Regions from separate parts of the Mus musculus genome. Here all the other regions are linked to region 3. Evidence: chromatin contacts called from public promoter capture Hi-C data. All regions are on one chromosome and are shown on one strand. Each heading gives the region's core, a stretch centred on a gene start, on an enhancer-like site or on the middle of the called end of the contact. The rest is flanking DNA. Distances are from core to core; before and after follow the strand shown. Region 1 holds the start of 6530409C15Rik (RIKEN cDNA 6530409C15 gene). Region 2 holds the start of Snd1 (staphylococcal nuclease and tudor domain containing 1). Region 3 holds the start of Wasl (WASP like actin nucleation promoting factor).

What was found. Promoter capture Hi-C pulls out the DNA fragments that hold promoters and counts their contacts.
Region 1: a promoter capture Hi-C map of pre-B cells shows a contact between it and region 3. The contact joins the promoter of 6530409C15Rik here to the promoter of Wasl in region 3. A contact is called at or near these places in 2 of 39 promoter capture datasets (cranial neural crest and pre-B cells).
Region 2: a promoter capture Hi-C map of pre-B cells shows a contact between it and region 3. The contact joins the promoter of Snd1 here to the promoter of Wasl in region 3. A contact is called at or near these places in 1 of 39 promoter capture datasets (pre-B cells) and 1 of 484 Hi-C or Micro-C datasets (Sertoli cells).

The regions. Positions count from the first base shown.
Region 1 is chr6:28,214,233-28,216,932 of GRCm38.p6, forward strand. It overlaps 6530409C15Rik (RIKEN cDNA 6530409C15 gene), which reads left to right and starts at 1,267. Exons shown (of 4, transcript NR_165173.1): 1 at 1,267-1,534. It also overlaps a transcript of Zfp800 not described here.
Region 2 is chr6:28,479,017-28,481,716 of GRCm38.p6, forward strand. It overlaps Snd1 (staphylococcal nuclease and tudor domain containing 1), which reads left to right and starts at 1,332. Exons shown (of 24, transcript NM_019776.2): 1 at 1,332-1,626. The coding sequence starts at 1,549.
Region 3 is chr6:24,663,593-24,666,292 of GRCm38.p6, forward strand. It overlaps Wasl (WASP like actin nucleation promoting factor), which reads right to left and starts at 1,403. Exons shown (of 11, transcript NM_028459.2): 1 at 944-1,403. The coding sequence starts at 1,051.

The sequences.
Region 1 (2,700 bases), core at 17-2,516, 3.6 Mb after region 3:
AATCCGTTGTTACAGTCTGGCTAGAGCAAGACAGAAGTTACCTATACCCAGGGTTGGATATTTTTTTGCTAGAAAAATAATTTCGAAGAAACTGAGGTTTGAGAGTGCTGAGAGAATTTGCATTTCGAGGCATGATTACGATAATAGACTGTAGAATCTGGGCTAGTCAAGGAAATAGAGCCAAGACATGGCCTACTCAACAGTAGAAAAATGAGGTCAGCAAACAACTCAGGATAGGAAGGTGGTGGTCAGAGACTGGAATGTCTGATGTGTCAGTTCAGATCCTAGCAGCAGACACCAAGACAAAGGTCACTGTGCAGCAGTTGTGTTGAGGGGACACCTGAGAAAGACAAAAGAAAGCAAGAGGAGAGCAGAGATCTTGAAGAAGCCATAACGCAGGTCTGACATACCTAGGAAAGGCTAGAGGGGATACAGACTGAAGCCGGGAGTTCTAAGGAAGCTGTGGCCAGGAGTTGAAGGGTCCCCAATAGCTCACTGAGGGACCATGAATGTCACATGATTGGGCCATCACGACTTTAACTGTGACCAGTCACTGGGAATAGCCCAAGAGAAGTAAGACATCCATGTATAGCCTGGGACAGAGGGCCTGGGAAAAAAAGAGGGGCTAAGCCAACAAGCCTTCCCGGAGCAGCTATGGAAAGGCACGGTCCTGTGGTCACCGGCGACAATATTCTAGAGAGGATCCCGTTTCTAAGGATGGTGAGTTTAGGATGACGAGTCCTTGGAAACAAGGACTAATTCCACAGGGAGCAATGGCTATTGGCGATAAAGTTACAGGAAGGGGAAAGCCTGACGCTTGAGTTCAATTATAGATGTGCATGATACAACTCTGGGTTGTATCATGAATTTGGACCATTAGAATCTTCTGGCAGATGGGAGTGGGAGGTGGAGCTTGATGAGAGCTTAATGAAGAAAACGATGCTGGCTTTGAAGAACTAATAATGGAAAGAATCTGAAAGGGAACAGAGAGTAGTTACAAGAAATAGGGAAACGGAATCATGTGCGGTGAGGTTTTTAAAGAAGCCGGGGATTTTGCAGGCGGGCTGAAGAAACGCATCGCACGGAGCAAGGAGTGGCCCGGCGTCCCGCGTGGCAGAGCAGGCTGCGGCAGCAGCGGGGGGCGAGCTGAGGCGCTCCGACCAGCGACGACGACGCCGAGGCGGCCGTGGATGCAGACGACCTGGGCGCCCGAGGTACGGCGGTGCGCGCGGCCGCGGGAGCGCGCGGCGGCGTCACGGGGCGGCTGACCTGCCGAGGGCGCGCGCCGCGTGCTGGCGCTCCCTGGCGGCGCCGCGGAGCTTGGCGCGGCAGCTGGAGGCGGCCTGGCGCGTGGTGACGGCGCCCGCGGGCGGACGCAGGATGGCGGCGCTGCGGGGCGACGGCTTCGCCAGGCTTCGGCCCGCACGGGCGCAGCGAACCCCAGGGAAGAAAGACAAAGACACGCCGGTTAGCAACGGGCGGGAACCGCGCAGCCCGGGGCCGAGGCGCCGCGTCCCCACCCCGCACCCTTCAGGTAAAGCTGCGCCCAGGAGCCCGGCACCCCGCGGCACTCCACAACAGGCAGGGTTGCAGGCATCAAACCCCAGGTAGCTGATAACCCCTGACCCAGAAAGTCTTTTAAAAAATGTTCCCTTAAAGCATAACTACAAAATTTCAAAGAGTGTCCACTGCAACATAATAGAAAATGGGGAAAGAAGAGGAAGAAAAATTGGAAAATGTTCATCTCCAAACATAAAGTATCATAATCTTATAGCACAAACTAACTTGCTAATAAGATGTTGTGAAATACAGTCCAACAATATGAAAAAGCAGTCGAGGAAAAATTCCATTTCACCAGCATTTGCAGGGTATGAGGGTATGTATGTACTTCAGTATTCAGAGAACACAAATTTAAACGTGATGGAGAAAAACCACAACAGTGTGTTGTTACCTTTCGGTACTTCAGATAGTCTTTATTTTCATTTTATTTGTAATTTCCAAATTTACACAATAAATGTATTTTACTATTAGAATAAAAAGTTAATGACTTTTTACTTTCGTCCCACTTATGAATTTATAAAGCTAATGTTTTCTAGGGTAGCAGAGGGGTAGGCATAAAGAGCTTTTAAGGAATGGGTTCGACGACATGGCTTGTCTTTACTCTAAGCGCTGTATAAATCACAATATTTCAGAGTATTTTGTCCCGTAAACTTTTAACAGTGAATCAAAAGCACTGTCTTTTATAAAATTATACTTCATCTTATTCAACTCATTTTTACTTGAGGAAAATAAAAGTTTTCTGGTCTTTTTGCAAAGTTAATTTCAACTTATAATTAATATGGACTTGGGAGCACGGTATACTAAAAAACAGAAAAACCTCCCATGCTTTTGGAGCAGACATTTTAGTGAACGCCAGTGTTTCAGTTTCTGTAATGGTTTCTACTGAAAGCACTCAAACTGAGAAAGAATAAAGGAACTATTAGCTAAATATGGATCTTTTAGTTATAATGCATTTTATAACTAAATGAGCAAATGACTAAATGGAATAATTTTGCTAAATTATTCCAGGAATCTGCACATGGGATAATAACATAGACAAGTGCCCAGGGCTTTGTTATCAGATAGAAAATCCATTGTAATATAAGCTTCAAAAATATTTTAAACTAAAGCAACCTCAGTTGTCAGATGGATTCTATTCAG
Region 2 (2,700 bases), core at 82-2,581, 3.8 Mb after region 3:
TTCATGCTCCACGTAATTTGGTTGTTAGGACTGACTAGTAGGATCAATGGTTGTGTAGAAATAGAAAATTAGTACAAGCAAAAGAGAATTAACTGGCTGAGTAGGGGGGAAAGGACAGTAACTATGATCAGAAAATGAGATGTTTGGAATTAGTTTCAACTGCTTCAACTATCCTGGAGAGAGTGGCTACACTGTTGCAAAGGTCAAATTCACTAAAGATGAGGTCTTAGAGCTGAGCTACCAGTGTACTGGGCAACCCCTCAAAATTGTTTTATATATGTGTGTGTGTGTGTGTGTATCTATCTATAAAGATCCGTTTTCTCTTTTGAATAGGGTGAATTCGTGGTACAGACTTGGCTTTGGAGCTATAGGAAGATGCTGACCCCAAAACTTGACCCTGATTTGAGACATGCGTGACTACTCAAACTTCTTAAAACAGGCTATAGTGGAAGTAGTGTCTTTAGCGTAGGTCCAGGTTTTATTATTAAATAATACATACAAGAACCTGTGCTCTAAAACGGGGCACTCCAAGACCATAAATTCTCCCTGAATATCCACTTGAATATGGCTTTCCTGATCCACCTCGAGCTGAGATTAGCAGTGAGTTAGGACTGTCTCCCGCTCAGCCCTGGGATGGCAAATCCCAAGGTTTTTCCTAACCTCAGTTGGAGCAGGAGGGAAGGAGCCGAAAAACGAGGCTATTCTCAGTGTGCAGGACGAGTCATCCTCTAAGAGATGCTTATTGCTTCCATCAACAAACATGAGCGGAACTCACAAGCACTAAACCCCAGTGATACTCCGGACCACCGGGAGATTCGCGGCCACATTCCGGGTCAAGACTAACATCAGCAGGTTACCCAATGGCGGCGACTTTCAAAAGTTTCCTCTGCTTTGCGGAGGTGAAACGTCAGAACTCTGAGAGCAGTAAGGTTCCTTTGGGACGGCCCCAGGCCCTTGTCGTCCAGTTCCGGTGTCCAGCTCCGTACACGTGGGCGCTTTGCCGCTTGAGGGGCGGGGCAGGAGCAGAACCTCCGCTGGAGGGCGAGGCCCGCCCCGCCTTCGGGGCTCCCATGGCTCCCCGCGCACCACTGCCAGATGCTGACGTGTCCTTTCCTTCCCACTACACCTCCCGACACCACCTTCTCAAGACTTCCCCGGAAGTCCCGCCTCAAAACCATCCCGTCACCGCAAATCAGCTCTTTCAGCGCTTCCTGGAGCTCCGCACCCGTTTTGGGACCAAAGGGCGGAGCTTCATAAAGAGAGTGCCTATTGGCTTGAGTTCCAGCGGGTTCTGGACGCTAATTGGCTAGAGGGCGGTGGCGCTCTGGCACGCTTGCGCGGCGAGTAGAACGTGTGGCGGCGGCGGAGATCGCGTCTCCTCTTTTGCTCCCAGTCCCGCTGGTGTTCTAGTGTGCGCCTGGCGCTTCTGTCCAGCCCACCGACGGTAGCCTGTCGCCTGCCTGCTCCTTGTCGCTGCAAGCGCCGACACCCACCCTGACACTTCCAGTCCGGCCGGCCGCCCCACTCGCTGCCTTTCCAGCTCCACACATGGCCTCCTCCGCGCAGAGCAGCGGCTCCTCCGGGGGACCCGCGGTCCCCACCGTGCAGCGGGGCATCGTCAAGATGGTGAGAGCGGGACCCTGGACCCGGACCCCTCTGCTGCTTTGGAGCAGGAGCCAGGCATTGACTTCCTTCTCTCCCGTCAGCCTGCATGGTCTCAGTTTGCTTTTCCTCTGCCCCTTCCTCACTCTCCACCTACTCTCCGAATCTTCACCAGGCAGAACCCGAGAACGAACTTATCTTGACTTTTGCCTCCCGGGCAACCTGTCCATGATTCGCTCGCTGTGATTTTCGTGGGTCGCGGCTTTCGGAGCCCCTACCTGTTTACCAGAAGCAGGTCTATTACCGGTTCATTAACGGAGATAGTTCACGGATAGTTACTCCCATCCCCCTCTTTCTGTCCATTTTGACATATGCCGATTAGTTCGCAGTTTCTCTAGATCCGGACATCTTTTCCTGGAACCCCGGGAGTGCTTGGCTGTCACGAAGCTTGTCTCTGTCCACTGACTCACTTATTCACCCAAAGTTTTCTCAACTCTTTCCCCCTTTTATCTCAATGTCTAGTTTCTAGGCCTGGAAGCTCCTGATTTTCGTGTATTTTTAAATTAAAAATTTAGCCTGGCAGGGATCTTATACTAAGTAGCATTTCTTCACTTCTTAAGGACAAGGAGCCTGTTTTTAAAGAGAGTAACTAACTTGCCTTAAGGGCACATGGCGGTTTGGAGTGGAGCCAATAATAAGAGTCCAGGTGTTCTGATTCCCTGTGTAGGGTTCTTATTATAGATCCTGCTCACTTACCTTTGCTTTCTTTATTCGGAATTTTGAATTCCATCACCTCCACTTCCACACTAATTTTGTAGCATAAGTTCTGTTCTATTTCTTATATTGTTTCTCCTTTTTTTCCTCCCACATCTTGAGGTCTGACATTTCTCGTTTGTTAACAGATTTTTCTGTTTAAGATGGCTGTGATCTTTTCGATTGCTTTTCATATTGTAACTCCAACGACTTTTCTCTCCAGAGTGGAAGACAGTTTCCCCAGAGAGCCAGTTTTTGAAACTTTTTTTGTTTTTGCTGTCCCTGTTGTCTTTCTCAGGATTAATATACTCTGCAGGGGGATCCGGGGAGATGGCTCAGTGGATA
Region 3 (2,700 bases), core at 153-2,652:
GCCTTCACCCAGAGAACCTCCCCACCCCAGAAAGGCCTGCAGCCAACGTAATGAATGCTTCCGTCAATAACACCCATTCCCCTTCCCACAGAACTGCTTGCTCCCAATCCGCCATCTGGGGTTGGAATGGGCCTCCTCACAGCACCAAACTCAGAACCACTTTTGATCCCAAAGGCCGTGAGCTATTAGAAACTGTCGCTTCCCTACGCATGGCTTGGGAGCGAACAGCACCCTACACCCCACCCCACAACGCCAGGGAGGAAAAGAAAAACCCACAGTGGGGCGGAGAGCAGAAACTAGGCCTAGTTTCTGCTGGAGAAATAAACCCCGTTTTTGTTTTTTTGTTTTTGTTTTTTGCAATTGGGAGCAGGCGCATTTCCTGCCCTTGCTCTGATCCTAAGTGTCCATGAACCTGCACTGCACTTTATTCTCTCCCGGAATCCTTAAGGCGGACCGAAAATCCAATTCGCTTCTTTCCCCATCTATTCATTCCTAAAACCTCTAGCATTGTTAAAGAAGATAACCCAGATCCAGAAGTGGGAAGTGAAGCAAGGGCCAATGCTGGGATCCTGTCCTGAGATCTTAAGCTGCTGATGCACGAACAAAATCCCCTTGTGGTCTAGAGTAAAGTTTGAACCTGCAGCAAGGGCACGGACCCGGCCCGGCCCGGCGGACCTGGGCTACTGGGCAGGCCTATGGAGGTGACACTCCCTTGTTCTCCAGCAGCTGGGGGAGGTGGCTCCGGGCCGGGCAGGCCTGCACCCGGAGAGCTGGGTGAGGGGAGCCCCAGGGCCCGGGAGGCTGGAGGCCTGGCCCGCAGCAGCACCCCAGCCGTGCCGAGCCTGCCCCCCTTCTCCCTCCTACCCTTGAGTCCCGTTCCCCCCCAGCCCGAACCCGCCAGTAGACGTTGGGGGGTGGCGACAGGGGGGTCTCGGCTACTGACCACACATTTCTTGCCGAGGAAGGAGAAGAGAGACTCGTTCTCTTGCGGGGTGAGCAGCAGGGAGCCCACGTTGGTGACCCTCCGCGGGGGCTGCTGGCCCGAGCTCATGGTGTCGCCGGTGGGGTGGAGCGTCCAGGGTCGTCACTTCTGGCGGCGGGCGAGCACTCGGGTCCCACTCTGGGTGACAGGGGCGCGAGCCGGCGGTCACAGCCGCAGCATCCCGTCGTCGCTCCTCCGGCGCGCGGAGGCCGAGGGAAGGAGATGACGGCGGGCGCCCTCGGGCCGCGCGCCGACAGGGAAGCTCCGGGCTCCCGCCCTGCTCAGCTCCGGCTGGATGGTCGTTGTCCTAGCACTCCGGCGGCTGCGCTAAACTCCCTACTCCTCCAGTCCTCTGGCGGCGGCGGCGGCAGCGGCGGCGGCGGCAGCCGCACAATCCAACATGGCAGCGGGGGCGGGCGAGACCACGGGACGCGGGACGCGGGGGAGAGCGCCGGAAACTCGGCAAGGCGGGACACCCCCTCGGTTGCTGCGTGCCGGGGCGTGTCCTACCCAGGCCCCGCCCCTTCCGGAAGCGGCAAGGCTCATCCCGGTTGAGGTCTTGTTGCAGGCTAGTCGCCCCCACCAATGACCACCGCGCGCGTGCGCAGACTCAGAGCGAGGCAGGGCTGGCGGGTCTCCTACACTGACTGCCGAGCCGGACGCCCCCTTGCAGCAGCGCCCACCTTTGCGGAGCGTCGGGTCCGCGTAGCCAGTGTTTGTTAGGCATCGAAGCGAGACTCTCAGGCCGCCTGTCAGGGAGATCTAGTTTAGCTGGAGAGAAAGGTCGGCCGGCGTAGTTTCGGTCAGAGCCGCAGGTGCCTCGGGTTTCTGGATCTTAGTCCCGGCCGCCAACGGGGCGTGGAGGGACATTGCTAAGATCAGGATAGACATCTTCAGAGATGTCAAAAACAGAATCGCAAAAGGCGTCCACCACCCGCCTGGCGGATCTCGTGGGATAGGTGTGTGTAGTTTTTTCCTTGCCTTGTGAATTGGAAACTACCCCTCTCAATCTTTCTCTATCTCAAGTTGGAAGCACCTTGTCTCTTTAATTCAGGATGAATGCACGCGTTTGGGAATGTCGTGTAGGAATACACCTTACCTCTTTTTTCCTTACGAGTTAATTTCATGGCTCTGTATTCTAGGTGCAGGGACCTAGGGCCTGGTGCATACTCAGCCAGCTGAGCAATATTCCCAGCAGAAGTAAATAATGAGAATTCATTACTGTGTTTCATAATATTAAAGGTTAGTATAAAATCATTGGTTGAAAACTAAAAAGCTTTAATTTAAAAAAATTGGAATATAGAGATGATAAACCAGATTACAGCGAATTCTATAAAATGTACATCCTACTATTAACATTAATCATACAACGTATCACATAAGTTGTACTAACGATGTTTGCTAATTACCTAGTTCTAATTAAACAGTTGCATATTCAACTTTTATGACAAACTCTGGTAAATTTCTGATAGCTCTCAATACATTGATAAACTATTACCGACGAACTGAAAACAAAGCTGTAAAGCTGCCTATAATGCACATAATGAAATTGGGTGATGAAGAGCAAGCCTACAACAGAGGATGTGCGAATATACTCTTAGGAGTTCTCACATAGTATATGGATATCTCAAATTATGTTAATGTTAACGGAAAAGATAATCTTTAAAAGTGGCAAAACTTTTTAAAATAGTAGGTTTGTGAAAGGCACCATTTGAAGT